Linked DNA regions of Gossypium hirsutum: all the other regions are linked to region 1. A link is a contact called in public Hi-C data. All regions are on one chromosome and are shown on one strand. Each heading gives the region's core, a stretch centred on a gene start, on an enhancer-like site or on the middle of the called end of the contact. The rest is flanking DNA. Distances are from core to core; before and after follow the strand shown.

Region 1 (3,379 bases), core at 858-3,357:
GTTCATGCTAAATATCGGACGTACGGACAGCCTTCAAGCGGAGGTTTTTTTTTGGGGGGGGGGTTCAAGATGATTTGCGGTTAGCCAAGGAGTTCAGGGTAGCTCGTTTGATTATTGAGTTAGACGAGTTATGGGTAGTTTAGCTGCTGTCTCGATCTTATGAGTATCAGCATCTATTAAATATGTATATTGGTGATTGCTTGGACTTGATACGAGAGGGATGGGTGATGGAGGTTCGGCATATTTTCCGGGAAGGTAACCATTATGCTGATCATCTCGCTAACTTGGCGCATGAAGGCACGGATGGGCTCCTCCGTTTGCCTAATCCGCCTGGCAGTCTTCTCCCTTCACTGCATGCTGACGCCCTTAGGCATGGGAAGCTTAGATTTTAGTCTTGCTGTGTTTCTGCTCCTTTTGTAGAAAAAAAAGAAGAGTAAACTGCCTGGTGATCAGCAAACTTTTGGTAGGTTTTAATTTGATCACTTAATTTTAAGAACTTTCAATTTCATCACCAATGCTTTTAAAATTTAAAATTTTAGCGATCGGGGCTTAAATACTTAACGGAAAGTTTACCGAAATTTTTTATTAGCCTAATGATAAATTAAAATTTTTAATATTTGTACATTTTATTAATTTAACTTTAAATTTAAAATTTTAATAAATTTAACCTTCAACCCTTATAAAATTTATCATTTAATTTTAATTCTAAAAAAGTTATTATATTTAAAAAAAAAATTGGATTTAATTCTAAAAGACTCTTATAAGAAATCAGTGACAAGTTGTTCCAATTTGGCTTCTTCAGTGTGAGATGATGGTATATTTTTATAAACAAGCCAAAAGTGGAACAATCAAACCCTTCAAGGGAAATTGAAACACCTGTGCAGATAGTTTCACAGGCATAAGGAAATCGGAGAAAAAAAACCCAGCAAGAAATAAGTCAAAAAGAACTAAATTAACCAACGGAACTATCAATCGAAGTAGCGAAAAACAATATCTAAAAGAAGCAACTATCCAAATTACAGGGGAAACCCATTAAAAAAAAAACACACACAGTTCAGACTCTTGCTTCTCCATAATTAACTAGGCCTGGTTGGGTAAGGAAAACGTTTGGGCGCATAGGTCTTTTCCATATTTTTTTCTTATTTTTACCTTTGGGGTTTTCTTCTCTTCATTCCAGTGCAAAAATTGAATAACTTTCAAAGCAAAGCACAAAATTGCAGAGACAGAACAGAAAAAAAAAAACAATTAAAAAGAAAGGAGAGAAGCTGAGAGGGAAGCAATTCACCGATTTGCTAGTAGAGAGAATACAGGATTATTGTTGTGCAAATTACAGAAGTTTGTGAAATTTTGTAAATATTGAGGGCTAAATGGCTAGATTTAGGATCAAATTGATAAAATGTATAAATATTGGAGGATTAAATTTATTATTAGACCAATAAAAAACTACCCACATCAAGTATTTAGCAGGGTGACAAAAATTTTAAAATTTAAAAACATTGATGACAAAATTGAAAGTTTTTTAAGTGGGGTGATCAAAATAGAACATACCTAAAAGTTGGATAATCACCTATCCAATTTATCCAAAAAGAAATTACATCAAAGTTACTTCATGTCCAACAATTGAGGTTTCATTGATTTAAAAATGTATGGTTTTCTTATTAAGATTTGCTGTTTCGGTTAACATAAATTCTAACCTTTAAATAAATATATATATATAACTCATTTAGTTTTATGCAACCTTTTATTTTTATATTTAGATTTTGACACATACACAATAACATGAATAATAAATAAATTTAAATATTAAAAAATTATAAATATAAAATTAAGGTTGGTTGAAATTGAATTAAATTTATGAGGTTTGTAATTTTTAATAATTTATTTAATTAAAATCGTAACAGACACATGCTTTTTTACCCATAAAAACTATATTTCTTTGAAAAATATCTAACAATAGTTTCAATAGAATAAATAATCTATCTAGATGCTGAAAATAACAATGTTTTCGAATAAACATAAGTAATCAAATGAAATAAACGACTCGTTAAGATCCCATGTCTAAAGCTAACATCATATAACCAGTTGAGACATTGTAGAATACGCTAAACCCGAGTGAATAAAGTTAGATTTAGAGATTTTATGGGCAAGTGCCCAATCCCAGACCAAATTAGGCCCAACAGGGGAAGCTTTTGAATATTGCCCATCAGTACCTCAACATGAATGCTGCCTTTAAAACAACCTAAAACCCTCTCCACCGTTCCTAAAACCCTAGCAACCTTTCTCCCCCATGGCTTTCACGTCCATTCTCCGGAAAACAGCTAACTCCTTAGCTCCACTCGCGATTCGACTCACCCGAGTCCAGAGAAGCTACCACTCTTGCATCTTCACGGCCTTGAACCATGGCCTCCAGTCTCAGCATCCTACTGTGAACCGTTTTTACCCAAACACCCTGCATTTCTCAACGGCTGTTGATTCTCAAAAATCCGCTTCTGATGAGTCTCTTCTCCGAGTTATTGAGTCTGAGATTCAGTGTGCCGAGGAGAGTGATGAATATGATCAGGTGAGTAATTAATTAGTTTTTCTTTTCCCCATTTTCTTTTATCATTTAGGGTTTATACGAAAGTAAGTGGAAAAATAGAACTTGGATTTTGGGTGTTTTGCAATCCAAATCGTGTCAACTGAAGACTTGTAGGGATTGAATTCAAGAGCTGTCTTGGAACATGGTAACACTCATTGTAGAACTTATATCCGACCCGAGAAACATAATTAGAAGCTGCTTTTAGTTGTTTACAATATGGTTATTGAAAGAATTTGTGGGGAAAAAAAACAGAACAATCGCTTAATAGCCAGTATTGATGTTAAGTTTTCAAGCTGAAATCGATGCTTTATTTTGAATTGTTTTTTAATCATTTAAAAAAAATTGTTTCTTCACAGGCTGAAGGAACCCCAAGTGAATTCCCTTTCAAAATCGAAGACACTCCTGGGCTTCAAACCATAACATTGACACGAGAGTATGATGGTGAACTCATCAAAGTTAATGTTCACATGCCTGATCTTGTCACTGGTGAAGGCGAAGCGGATGATGACGATGATGATGACACTGAAAAGCCTAGTAAATCAAATGTCCCATTGGTTGTTAATGTCTCAAAAAAAGGCTGTCCGAGTTTAGAGTTCAACTGTACCGCTTACCCTGATGAGATTACCATAGATAGTTTGTCCGTTCGAAATCCCAACTCCGAGGATGAACTCGCCTATGAAGGCCCAGATTTCTAGTAAGCCTATTCAATACATTGTGAAATTGGAATATTGATTTGCATGGAATGCGATTACTAATGTTCTTGTTTTGCAGTGATTTGGATGAGAACCTGCAGAAGGCTTT
Region 2 (3,197 bases), core at 484-2,983, 170 kb before region 1:
TTACAATTTATATATCAATAAGTAACTAACTCATGTTGAAATAAATTTATAAGTCATAACTATAATCATAATTAATATACTAATAAATTAATCATTAAAGTAAATATAATAATTATAATTTTAAAATATGACATCTAGAAATTTTTGTTTTCAATTAGACTTAAATTTTATTTAGGAAGAGGACTAAACTGATTAAAATAACAAAAGCAAAGGGTGACTAGCTCCAAATTTTAAGATTTTGGAATTTCGCATCAATGCAGTCCAAAAACACACATATAAGTTAAGCTTGTCTACCGTTTTTCATTATACTACGTTTCCTATAAAGATCTAAAGATGCCAAATCCATTTTAGTACTTTAACTTTAAGGCATGTAATCTTACACTAAACGCAAACTCTCCTTGTCCAGCTAAACTACAAACCATTTAATTTCTCCTTCCTAACCACTTCCGAAACAGCCAGTTGGCTCTAATTATCAACTCATGACTCAATCACACAAGCTCAGTTCGATATTCTACATTCTATTTAATTTGCACTTTCTAAACACCCAAAAACAGAAAAAAGCCAACTCAGATACTGTTGATTCTAATTTTTCCACTAGTGACTCCAACTGAGCCCCATATTCTCCATGTTAAGCTTAAGTATTCAACGAGCTCAGACCCAGTAGTTAAATAATCTAGAAAAACATTACATCAATAATTCGCTATTCTATTTACTTTTAACATGTATTTTTCAAAATTAAATAGAATTATTTACCTCATCGCGGCTCCTAGGCCAAGGGATCGGAGGGCAATATCCTTTTGGAGCTGGAACCAAGCAATTCAATCCTTTCCCTTTCTCCGGGCAATGTCGTTCAAATCTCTCCCCTCTCTCCGTCGATTTAAGCCTCTTAATCGCTTCCACGTTATCCAAACACGGTATATACTCTCTCATATTTTCTCCGCAAAACCCAAACTTCTTCACTCTAAAGGTAGACCTAACCTCCTCTTTACCCGTTTCCGCCTCAACCTCCGTTCCGTTATCCCAATTCTCCACCAAATCCGTATCAAACTCCCCGATCTCAAACTTATCCGACATTGTACCATTCTCATCTACGATCCCGTAAATCTTGAACTCTGGAGGTGGAGGCGGAGCTTTCAAAGACCCCGACGCCCACTTTCCTTCGCTTTTAGCTGAACGAGGAGGTTCCGGAGTGTCAATGAGAGCGGAGACATTGAATTCTTTATTGAGATTAGGAGAAAGAGCGATGGAAGAAGAAGACGACGTCGTTCCAGAAGGGGATTGGCGGGAGAAGAAGATGAGTCGGGAACCGTCGGACCAGTGTTTGCCTAAGTAAAAGGAAGCGACGGAAATAAAAATAAAGGCCGCGAATTTGATCGACGTTTGGCTTTTGAGGGAATCGACATGGCCGAGAAGTTTCATGGTTGAGAAACGCTTCAAAACGACGGCGAATGGCGGAGATCCGGAGTGTCGTTTTCTGAATCAGTGGCTTGAAGTACTGACTTTCTTTAAAATTTTCCCAAAGCTGGAGATTCGATTGATTTGTGTTTTGCTAGCGTCACTTGTCGGTGAACGAAAATTTATCTTCATCTGTGAAATTTATTTTAAAATTGATTTAATATAATAACTAAGTTTAAATCCATGTTATACATCTCATACTCAACTCAAAATGTATTTCTACAATAAGCACGACTCAAATACAAGTTATCAAACATCACAATGAAATTTTAAAATTTACAATTCTTTAAATTTTAACTTCTTTTAAAATATAGTTGTGCTGAAAAAAATTTATGATAATTATATGTATTCTTTAATCAAATATGAAACAGACCTATAAGTATCGAGTAAAATTTTGTTTAATTGAAGTGATCAAATCTAATGATATAGATATTAATTAGTTTTTTTTTATATATAATCCACGAGTTAATTGTGTATTAATTAATATATATTATATTATTTATTAAAAGTTTGTTAAAAAATCGTAACAATATGATTGAGGAAGTAAAAACACTTAAATATAAATGTTAAATTTTTAGAATTATAATAATTTGTATTATGATCAATATAAATTGGGATAATGGCAAAAAAATACACTTGTACTTTAACAAAAATTTGTCTAACGTGATACTTGAATTTTAATTCTCGTCTATCAATTTAGTACTTTCGTCTAACGATCTTAATTCCTACCAAAAGTTTACATGTAGGCTAATTATATACTACCACATGTGTAACACTCCTTACCTGAGTGAACTCAAGTAACAAATGTTATATTGAACATTGAACATTGAACATTGAACATTGAACATTGAACATACATTTATGATTTCAAACACTTTTAAATTAAACTTTTAATAATGAATTGAAGACTTTTTTACACTTTTAGGAATATAACTAGACTATTAATAAAGATTAATTGCATATAAAATTTGCTTCAAGTCTTATTTAATTGGAATAAAAAATTTCAACTGCAAGTTTGTATGTCTTGAGATCAAGGCCTACATGTCTTGAGACATTGCCATGACACTGTAGAAGTTTAGCTTCGATGTTGTCCTATCTCGACACAAAGTCCTTTATGTCTTGAGACATGGTTCGGTTACTGTAGATATTTACCTTTGAAGTTTGTACGTCTCGAGACACATTTCACATGTCTCAAGGCCTAGAATAGGGGACCTAAAAATTCTATTTTCAAGCACACCCAAACCATACCAAAATCGTTCATACTCATTCCAAACACAAACCAGAACTCATATACCAAATAATACCTTATATTTACTCACTAAAACACATCAAACTCAAATGTGGGAATCAATTAGTTCCCTATTTACTTACATAAACATTCACCTAGGTACATGCCATATACTTAAAAACAAAATAGTGGAGATAGCATACTCTTCTCCAAGCTCTTGGGATAGGAAGAGATGCAAAGACATTGATCCTTAGAAAATCCTCATGTCACAATTTTACCTACGCATTAGAAATAACACGTTAAGCTTATGAAAGCTTAGTAAGTACAACGAGAATTAAACTTGCCTTTTATTAATTAAATAAAAATATAGTACAATAACATTGTAATAAAAAAGTGTAAAACATATTAGTATTAGTATTAGTAACTCTATACTATAACTCAATCATTATAATTTCTTTCATTGCCATTCCATCACTGACTCATAACCTTGTCATATTATTCTTAGCTTTATTTT
Region 3 (3,584 bases), core at 194-2,693, 210 kb after region 1:
TTTATTCATATTATATGTATACTTTATCCATAACATTTGATAAAAAATCATAACTAAAAATATATTTTATATATGATAAATAATTTACAAGATAAATTTTGAGATATAAGTTCTTTTAGGAACACAAATTAAATTTCGGCTATATATGTCCTCTTTTCTCTTCCATAAAATTGTATAACAAAACAATATTTGAAGTGGGATTCATTTGAATTTAATAAAGATGATTTATACAACTTGTACTACTATATATTAAGCCTGTAATTGAGTTGTTGTTATGAGTTAATCGAGAATTAACTCAATTAATAATGACTAAAATACAATTACTTTATAAAATAAATTATATTATTTAATTATGTTTTTATTTTTTATATCTTTTATATAAATATTATACACCTAGGATTTGACTTAAGACACTATATTTTTTAACATATTTGGTTTATCATTTCAGCCAAAGACTCAATTGTTTTATACCTCATTTTTTATAAATATATTTATTACATATATTATTAATATCCTCCATATAAAGATTGAGAGTAATTTAAGAATTATATTTAAAAAATTAATCATATATTCTTAATGATCATTATTGCGGAGAGGTCACGCTTGTTTTAAAAGAAGTTTACAAAGTATTGTAGACAAAGTGGTACCTTCCTTACCTACAATTGTCATATAAGGATATGGGCTCAAATCTCATCAAGAGCAAATGTTAACATTTTTTCAATGGATGAAGGCACTCTTACTCCATGAACCCTCTGAGGCTCTTAGTAAAGTCGGGAGACAAAACCTAAATAAAACCGAGGATAGATGCCTCAGGTCTAAACCAACTTGTTGAGAGGTCTATTGACTCCCCACTTCACAGATTTTTCTCGAAGCAAGCTCCACATCCCCTCAACAATATAAACTATTAATATAATACAATAAATTTTTTTGTTCAAAGGAGAATATATAATTAATTATGACATTAGTACAAAAAAAATAGTAAAGATCTTAAAAACATTAGATAGCTTAAGGGAAATAACAAGAGAAAACACAGTATGGAGACTTGACATAAAATCAAACCATACCAAAAAGGAGCAAACAATTTATATTATATCTAATAATTTTATAAAAGAAATAATTATGTAGAGATGACTCATGTTCTTTATTAACAATAAAAAAATAAAAGAAGTACCCAAGGAGACACGTGGCAAACAAGGGTTGGAATTGAATCAAATGAAATGTCCAACTTGTGTTTGGTGTTTGAATGATACATGCATAGCCATTTGTCAAAAAACCAGACATAAAAAATGAAGGAATTCACATGGGTTTTCTTTTTCTAGGCTTTAGTAAAAATTCCATTTGTCTAATTCTCTTTCGATCTTCAAAATGGGGTTGAACAAAAGGAGCTCAAACTGTGAAAAACCCCTTTTCTTGGGCTTATAAATAGGCTTGGATCCTTTGCCAACCAACAAACATATCTCTACATCTGCACTGCAAACTCTTCACGTGTTTCTCAGCTCTCTCTCCCTCTTTTGCTTTCCTTCCCTTACCTCCTTCCTACCTCTCTTGCACTCTTCTTTACTTTTATCTCTTTGGTTTGTTTCTTTTGTTTTCTGAGAAAAAAGAAAATCTTATCCACTGGCCCGACATTGCCAGCAACCTTTTTGTCTTTGTGTTTTTTGTTCGGTCTCGTTCTTTGAGGGTCGTTTCTTGTTTTAAGATATATATATTTATATATATCTCAAAGAGTAGTTTTGTTCGTTGGTTGACAAAGAAAGATATTTTTTTAAACCCCAAAAAGGAAAAAAAAAAAAAGTTCACTTATTTTTCTGGTATGGAAAACAAAAGGCAAGTGAGTGGCTCTTCATCATCATCATCATCATCATCTTCATCGTCTGTTTCTTTGGATCATCTCTTTGGTCCAAAGGACTCTTCTTCTTCATCAACTACCACAACTGGGCTTTTTGGAACTATTTTTCCCCCTCCATCAGTGGTAAACCCTTTTGCTCTTCATTTTCTATCCATAAAATGATACAGCTTTGTTGATTTTGACGAAAAATGAAATACCATTTTACTCATTAGTTAGCTATTTACTTGCAGATGTGTGAAATTTTGATACTGGGGGATAATATACTTTGATTGGAAGTAACTGAGAAGTTGATATATTTAGGATAAACCTGGCTTAATTGTATTTAGAGTTTGTATATTTCTTTTTCTAACATTATGGATTTATATATTCCAAGTGAATGATTCTTTAAAAAAGATGCAAAGAGATGCTTTATATAATACACTAAAATTCTGTACATCATGTGCTTGGATATATTCACTTAGTGGATAGATGCTAGCTAGTGGGGTTTACCGGTCAATTTTTCTCTGTAACATCTTAAATTTGCAAAGTTAATATGTATATTCCAATGCTAGCTAGTGGTGGGAGAAAAGTTGGCTTTGTACTGTGCATTAATGGAATTATTGGTGACCTCTGGCTATGTATGGCTTGTTTTAATTGTGGTTATCCATTTTTGTTCTAATTTTTATAGGTTTTTAATGGTGAATAGGTCTAAATATTGTTCTCTCTTTTCTGATTTCAGGTGCTGGGGAGGGACTCAACTCACTCCGGAATTAGAGGTTCATGGAATACTCAGGGTTTGCCCCATCATGCCAGATATGGAACAGGTTTTTTTGTTGCCTTCTTGTATTAATTTTTAGCATTTCTCCTTGCATTTTTCTCGTAGTTTTCTTCTGTTCGACATATTTGGATATATATATGTGTGTGTACTTGACACGTATCTGAATATGAGGATATGATATATAAAAAAATTAAACATGTAGATTAATTATGTTTGTTATAGTAAAACTTTATGTGGGGTCTTAATGAGAATGTTAAGTTTGGTTTATTATCAAGCAAGAAACAAACATGAGAGATGAGAATGTTGCTCATGCATGTTTTGTTTCAGATCATAACACTGATTATAGCAAGGGACAAAGCAGCAGCACAAGGAATAAAGACAAGAGTTCATCCGTTTATCACAATGAAACAGTGGAACCTAGCTATCTCAGCTCATCTATTTACTATGGAGGCCAAGAAAACTATTCTCCAAGGAAGAAAACCACTGAGTCTCCCCCCTATGTAAGTATATAACATACGCATTACAATATTCCTTAAGGTGTATTAGGAGGGATTTCTGTACATGTTAAATTGATAATTAGGAGGGATTTCTCATTTTCTTGTATCATCTGTCTTGACAGTTTCAAAAAGATGGGGGAGATGATGATCCCAATGGAAACAATTCTCATGGTGCTTCAAGAGGAAATTGGTGGCAGGGTATGAAGAAGCATTAGCTTTATGGTGATAAATGAATAATTACTCTTCACTTCCCATACAAGTAATTGGATAATCTTTAAACAATTCATATTTTGTTTGGTGCAGGCTCACTTTATTACTAACATCTTAATCCTAAATAATCCAAGTTTCCTATCCAAAACTGTAAGGTGTGTATGTATGTATATATATATATAATACTCTGCTGGCATAATATTACTTCATGTAGTACATGAATGAGTCTGCTTTGAATTTTCCTTTGAATCCAACTGATTGGAATGATGTA

The links. A called contact is a pair of places that touch in the nucleus more often than the background predicts.
Region 2: a contact with region 1 is called in a Hi-C map of leaf, with 2.3 times the contacts expected there. The contact joins the promoter of LOC121229566 here to the promoter of LOC121229563 in region 1. A contact is called at or near these places in 11 of 34 Hi-C or Micro-C datasets (leaf, petal and seedling).
Region 3: a contact with region 1 is called in a Hi-C map of leaf, with 4 times the contacts expected there. The contact joins the promoter of LOC107957130 here to the promoter of LOC121229563 in region 1. A contact is called at or near these places in 18 of 34 Hi-C or Micro-C datasets (callus, fibers, hypocotyl and 3 more).

What each region holds. Positions count from the first base shown.
Region 1 is chrA05:96,307,410-96,310,788 of Gossypium_hirsutum_v2.1, reverse strand. It overlaps LOC121229563, which reads left to right and starts at 2,107. Exons shown (of 3, transcript XM_041114169.1): 1 at 2,107-2,560; 2 at 2,935-3,272; 3 at 3,350-3,379. The coding sequence starts at 2,288.
Region 2 is chrA05:96,472,364-96,475,560 of Gossypium_hirsutum_v2.1, reverse strand. LOC121229566 (probable methyltransferase PMT11) reads right to left here and starts at 1,733. Exons shown (of 9, transcript XM_041114171.1): 1 at 754-1,733. The coding sequence starts at 1,419.
Region 3 is chrA05:96,097,457-96,101,040 of Gossypium_hirsutum_v2.1, reverse strand. It overlaps LOC107957130, which reads left to right and starts at 1,443. Exons shown (of 5, transcript XM_016892568.2): 1 at 1,443-1,972; 2 at 2,568-2,652; 3 at 2,934-3,106; 4 at 3,226-3,362. The coding sequence starts at 1,814. The coding sequence ends at 3,318.